2 separate regions of the Anser cygnoides genome follow, and region 2 is linked to region 1. Evidence: chromatin contacts called from public Hi-C data. All regions are on one chromosome and are shown on one strand. The core of a region is the stretch at or near the end of the contact, and the rest is flanking DNA. Distances in the headings are between cores, read along the strand shown. Region 1 has its middle 67 kb from the start of GATA6. Region 2 has its middle 77 kb from the start of GATA6.

Region 1 (3,393 bases), core at 522-3,021:
CCCAAATTAAAGTTGGATATCAAGAAAGTAAAAAAGACATTTAACGATCTTCAGTTGTGAGTGGAGTTTAATTTTTTTCCACGTAGATTCAAAATGACATCATTCTTCTAAGAAGCAAATATGCTCTCATGCTCTTACATAGATGAAATTCCATTATATTTTTTTGTTTCTGATGTATCCACTGATTTCTGCTGGAGGGCTTTGGGGGGCAGTAGGGCCACTTCTTTTCTGTGACACCTGCTTAATCAGAACTGGCTGTAATATATGGGCTGAAATTTGTGTTTGGGTTATCAAGACCATAACAGCTTTAAGGATTCTGGCAACAAGCAGAGTAACAAGTGTCACATTTATCTAGCTTAATTATTTAGTTCTGTGGATAGTTCATTGATGCCATTTCAGCAGTAGGTCATGTAACCATTTCCCCAAAGCTATCTGCACAACAGGAAATCATGAAAGCTTTAGACGTGTGCCAGCTGAAAAATTCCCCACTGAAGTGCTGTGGGGTTTTGCTTTATTTTTGCAGTAGGTGCTTTTCCCTGAGCTCATGTAAGAAGAAACCTCCCAGTCATCATTCCTGGACTGGAACCGGACCAGAAAGGAGAAGCTAGACAATGCAGCAAAGTTGACGTTTTGAAACTACTTCCAGTTATTTAAACAAATCTATTACCTGTTTGAATACCGGGAAGTACTCCAGGACTTCAACAGTTTATAATTTTCTCTTGTCTAGTTCCCCTGGTTTATTTTCCCAGGCCTTGTAGCTGCCATCTTGAAATGTTCTCATTAAGGCAGACAGGTCCCCATTTTCGCTCTGTCTTCAACCCCGCAATATCAGGGCTGGTATGACAGTCCTGCTGTGTTATCCATCCTAAGAGCCTTTTATTCAAGATTCAGGTCTGCGAAATGGGGAAAAAGAAGCTGCAGGGTGGTGGTGAGCAGTGGTAGCCATCCTCACTTTGAGGAGAGGTGATAAAACTTGGCTCTGGAAGTCGGTGACCACAGCAGGAGGTGGCAGGGGCCGAGCTGCCTTGCTGGGACAGGGGAATGTGCAGTGGTTTGAGGGGTCTTGCTCAGGACCTTTAGGAAGGGTGAAGTTGAGCCCTTGTGGATGGGCACATTATTGCTTTGGTTGCAATGGGAAATCGCTGAGACGTGCACTGTTTTAGAAGAAGGATTTAAGAGCAGCTTGATACATACACACAAGTGCTCTGTGGCATAAGCAGCTGTATTCATCTAACAAGTTAAGTTAAATTAAAAAAAAGTGCTGTGCGGTTTGACAACTCTCTTTCCTTTGGGCTAAAAAACAATTTCTTGTTGCACCTTTAATTCCCCTCCTCTCTCAATAAAAAAACGATCCACTTGGCCAGGTGCAATGTCAGAAAGCGGTCCGTGTCAAGCAGCAGCATTGGCCAGTGTCCACGGGACTTTATTAAATAATGGAGTACCACAGCAAAATGTGACACAAGTCCAATGTGACTGACCGCGAATAAATAAAACACCGGTCTTTGACCACAGGGAAAAACTTGAGCTATTTTGCACACAAATCTCTGGCCCAGAGATTCCCTCTGGGGGAAGGGAAATTTTGTTCCTTTAATAATATTAACCAGACCCGTGTCCTAGTCAGCACTGTGCTTGCCATTTTGTCTTTTAGGTGCATTTTTCCTGAAGGAATGATCTTGTACCTGCCCCTGGTACAAGGTAAGGCTTGGGGCAGTAATCCGGCTGCAGAGGTTTTGTCTGCAGCTGAGTGTGGCCAGCAAGGCTTTCCTTCCAGCCCTACTACTGGGGGTTTCTTCTGCTTTGCCTTTTGCTCCTTTGCAGCCTACCCTTCCCGTGCTGGTAGGGCAAAACATCAGAGTCCTGTGTGCTGTCCTCTCCTACCTGTCCGGATTAATAACACAACTTTTGACTCATTTCCCTCCTCAAGTCATTTTACTAGCAATGCATCTCATCTTCTACCAGGTGTGAAAGGCTTTGGCTTTTTTGGTTTTCCTGTTGTTCTTGTTTGTTTGTTTGTTTCTGAAGAAGGAAGAAAGTGTGGATGGGGACAATTGTTTCCAAAGAAGCCAGCTGCTTGGAGTAGCTCTTTGCTGAGATGCCAAGATAGGCATTTTGCAGTAGATTATTCAGCTGCTTAGATGGCTGGGGACAGAGATGTTTCAGTACAGACTCTGATGCGGTTAAGAACCCATCACTTTTAAACATTTGATCTAAGACCTTTAAAGAACGGCTGAGTTGTACTGTCAGAAGTCCTAATCACTACTCTGCCTTCCAGCTCCACTTCAGTCTTATTTCCAGTGTTTTTGTGCCTTTGAATATTCTGTGATTTATGTTCTTGAGTTTGCACTTTGCAGTCACAAGGGAAGTCCCCTATGTGCCTTAAGGGCCCTTTACTATTGCATTTTAGCTTGACATTCCTCACCTCAGCCTGTTCCTTCACTCAGTTTCTGCAAATGAGGAGACGTTCCCACAGAGGAACATCTTCCCCCACAGCACGAACCATGGCTGGGAGAAGGACACCTACCTTTCAGCTTGAACACAGCTCCAGCCAGGTGGTAAAGGCAGGCCAGCACAGTTATTTCCTTTCTATTTCTGTTGCTTATAGCTGGGTCCCACGATATGATGCTATAAGCCCCATCCTGCTCGTGCTTCTGATTTGCTTGCCTGCCCTACTCCTCTCTGTCCCTGCCTTCACGGTCCTTGGAGAACTACAGGCACAATTTGTCAAGATAAATGCAGCCTCTATGGATCTACACTCCTTGATGCCCACCCATACTTATTATTTAGGATGAAATGTCCATAGCACCTAGAAGAGTTGAGAACATTTGGAAAACAGTCTTTACCACATGCTTCTGCCCACATCAGATGCCAAGGGATGTGTGTGGTGTGCAGAAGGATTTAACAGCTTGCCAAATAGATGGAGACCTCACAACATAACCAGAAGCAGTTCCTGGCAATATTAACGTTTGCTTTTCCTCTTTTTTGTTTTGTTTTGTTTTGTTTTGTTTGTTTTGTTTTGTTTTGTTCTGTTTTTAAAACTCCATTCCATTTCCTTTCCAGGCTACGTGGCTGTGGATCTTGATCTTTTCTTTCTGACCAGCCACTGTTGAGCTTATAAAGTTTTGTAGAGGCCACACTGGAAAAGAAAACCTGTTCTGTTTGAAAACCACTTTTATTTGCATTTTCTTTCACATGGTATGTAGAAAATTAGTCAGTCATGTGTGAGGAGAAAAGCTAACATCCCTTGTAACCAAGCAGTTGAATGCTCTATATACCTGGGCAAACAGGTTGTAGAAGCTGCAATTAACCACCTTTGACTGTATAGTAACTTCAAGTTTTCAACTTTCATGGCCACTCATTGGTGTTTGCAGAGCATTCCTAGAGCATATGGTAACC
Region 2 (3,393 bases), core at 646-3,145, 140 kb after region 1:
AAATATATGGTTCCCAGATGAACTGTTACAGCCTGCTGTCACCTAGAATTGTTCCCTAAGTCTTGTTCTAGATGTGGCACTGAGTACAACTGATCACTCAGTGGGCTCATCCCTAGGTATAAATCTTCCTGGCACATCCCACATTGTTAAAAACTAGCATTAAAAGGCATTGTTCAAGCATCCCTTTAGGAGCAATCAAAATAGGTGGTAATCTACTCAGCAAGCAGCATTATATCAATACCATGACATAGTTTCCCTTTTTTCATGATGAGAGATTGACAGTGTTTTGACATTATGGATTGTCATCATGACAGCACCGAACAATGACAGCTTGCTTTATCTTCCAATCAATTCATAAACATTAATTTCAAAATCATACAAGAATAATGTGCTGTGTGTACCAGAAAATGTGAAGAATCCTTCTTAGATCAACATGCTATGAGTAACGGATTTCTTAGGAAACTGCCACAGAGTGTAATAAGAGGAGTGTTTCTGACAGAAATGCAGCCCCTGGCAGTTGTGTCCATAGAAAGCAGTGGAGCAAGGCTGGGAATCTGTTTATTGACAAGTGAAGCGTCTTCCCAGTAACAGCGGGAATACTGCAATTTAAAAATAAAAAAAAATACACATACAGGCACCTTACTGGAATGTATTATAATTTACTTGAGCTAGACTGGGAACTCATTCCCACTGCTTCTTTGATGTGGCAATAGGCAAGTGAAAGAATGTTCACAGTTTATGCATTCATCTCTGGGAGAGGCAACCCTGAATTCCTTGTGGAAAAAGTCTATTTTTGCAGTGGGAAATCCTTCTTCTCCAAGCTACTATTAAATTATCTTTCCCTGGATTTTCTGCCCATCTTGTGTACCCAGAGGCCTAACATACACGAGGACTAGAGGTAACTGAGATCCTCTAAGGTAACATGCCCAGGCCTCCATCCCATGTTCCCCATGTTCCTCCATCCCAGTACAATCAGCCTGCCCATATGCTGTCGACCCAAAATGCTCTGGAGCATTGGCCTTACCCTGAGCACGTGGTAGGGCACAGGCATCTCCATCTTGCCTGCAGCCCAAGTTGCTGCCTGGGGGAGAGAAGTATTCATGGAAAGCAAGGTGGCATGAATAAGCTGCTCCCATCTTTCCCAAAATCTCCTGGGGTGAGGAGCAGGTGTGTGTGAATGGCCCACGTTCACACAGAAAGCCTTTATTACCATGACCACGGCAAGACTGATACTCACCTGGAGCAGTATCAGATAAGAGGATGCGTTGTGGTCCCTTCACGGCAATGGCCCAAACACCCTGCCATACAGCAGCCCAGCTCAACACCTCAGCCAGCATGCACAAAACCCATTTTTAACATTGCCTTTGCCCTTAGCTGTCAGTGCCAATTCAGATCACCCGGAGAACCTGGCTGAGGCAGACCTCAGGTTTCTGTACCAGAGATGTTACCCATCTGTACATGGCTAACTTCAAACCTTACGACACAGAACAAATTTTAACTTAACTCCTTTTCAGGTAGAGGCAGGGAGCTGGCCCCTTTGTTCCAGGACCTGCTTTTCCATGCCACCCTCTCCCTCCATCCCTGCTTGCTCCATTCGGCTCTTTGCTGGAATATAGCGCGAGGACTTCAGGTTTCTGCACAGGGGGCTCACAATGACCTCTGACTGCTCGCCGGGGTTTTGGTGAGAGAATGGTAGATATAGGGCATCAACTGCTCCTGAGCCAGAGGGCAAAGCTGTACTCCAACAGGGGAGTACTCACACTGCTACTGCCCCACTGAGGGCTTTTGGGGAGGGTGGCCACCAGCAAGGAAGCCTGCAGCTTCATCAAAGGTACAGCAGGAAAAAAAGAGTAAAAAGCTGCTGTGGCATTCCCTCTTCGAGTTTTTGCTGCCACTAATGAATTATTAACCTCAATGATTAAATTAATATTTACAAGACTGCACTAAAGCAGTAAAGATGGGCTAGTTGCTGAAATACCATTTCCTCATTGCACGTACCCTCCTTTCCCCTCTGTGCCAGCCCTGCTCTGCTGAGCGCTGAGTTCCTGGTGAAAACCTTTGGTGCACACATGCAGGAAGTGAGGTCAGGCTTGTTTTGGCAGTTTCAGCTGCATTTATCCCAGATAGCAGCTGAATTTTATCAGTTGGTTTAGCCTTTGGTCTTCAAGAGACAAACTATTATTTCACTCCTCTTTAAAAATAATCATAAAGTCGTTTTTAGGGGGAAAAAAAAAATAGCGCAGTGATCCTGGAGAAGAAGCGAGGGCAGGAGCCGTGCCTCGCACAGCCGGCTGAGCCCTGCTGCGAGCGCCCTCGTGTGCCCGCAGCCCCCGCGCCACGGGTGGGCGCCGCCGTGGGGATGCCCGGGGGTCCCACGGGGAGCCCTCCCCACGGCGATTTCCGAGCCCTCCAAACTGTAAGACAGTTTGGGGTTGTCCCCAGGTAGGTGGGTTTGCCCCCGTTCTCCTCCCCAGTAGGGAAAATGATGTGATGCTGGAGGATGCAGAGGGGAGCGGGGATGCACAGAGGAGCAGGGATGCTGCCGCCTTGCCTGGGTCCTGTCCATGCCGATGGGATGCCCACCCAGCCAGCAGCATCCCCCAGGCCCACTCGATGGCACTTGATGGGTCTTCTCCTTGTCGCCGAGGCCATGACGAGGTTGGCATCAAAGCACTCCTCTCTGCGAGGAGGGCATCAGCAGCTCGTCCTCCCCTATCTCCACTGTGTGTGGGCAACGAAAATACAATTAAGTAATGGGTGAAAGCAAAATTAATAAAGCCAGCCCTCCCTATGAGGCTAAGAAACAAACCAAAAATTCTCTCTTTTGATTACAATTCTTTCCCTGGTGTCATGAAGGGTATTTCCAGAGTAAGAGTGGGCTTTCTAGATTAATTTAGTTAAAGTCAGTTTCAGTTTCATTCACACCTTACCCCCAGTCTTCTCAGTGCTGGTGGCTTTCTTTGCAGAACAAGAGCACAGGTTGTGATCCTTTTTCTAGGTCCATTTGAATTTGTTCAGCTTGAACAAGGTTTCCTCCATCTGACCGTAGACCTCTCAGCACGTCCTTCCAGGAGAAAAATGTATGGATTTTGTTCTTGTTAGCAACTTTCATGCTAAAATCACCGCAAGGCAAACACAAAGTCCAGATATGAAATATAAATAACAAACAATGCCCAGATTGGAAACTTTCTAGAGATTACATTAGACCCTGGAACAGGGCCCCTGCCTCTGTCAAAGAAGTGTTATCTTGAGATTGTCAATGCATGCTTCAGGGTAAGAGTGACTTTGTCCCCAGAGACCCAAGGGAACATAACAAGTGACATCAGTCATATTTTGGAGACTGTAGAGCCTAGTGTCACTAAATGTCAGCTAAATCTCTGTACATGGCTCTCT

Evidence for each region. Hi-C and Micro-C count contacts between places; a contact is called where the count stands out from the background.
Region 2: a Hi-C map of liver shows a contact between it and region 1, with 5 times the contacts expected there. The contact joins two enhancer-like sites. A contact is called at or near these places in 3 of 7 Hi-C or Micro-C datasets (granulosa cells and liver).

What each region holds. Positions count from the first base shown.
Region 1 is chr2:113,621,285-113,624,677 of Taihu_goose_T2T_genome, forward strand. No RefSeq gene overlaps it. Among named protein-coding and RNA genes, the nearest start is that of GATA6, 67 kb to the right of the region's middle. Within about 2 kb of position 1,772, at least 1 of the 3 cell types and tissues checked has open chromatin away from gene starts, as enhancers often do. A contact at or near this core is called in liver, where this site is marked.
Region 2 is chr2:113,764,811-113,768,203 of Taihu_goose_T2T_genome, forward strand. No RefSeq gene overlaps it. Among named protein-coding and RNA genes, the nearest start is that of GATA6, 77 kb to the left of the region's middle. Within about 2 kb of position 1,896, at least 1 of the 3 cell types and tissues checked has open chromatin away from gene starts, as enhancers often do. A contact at or near this core is called in liver, where this site is marked.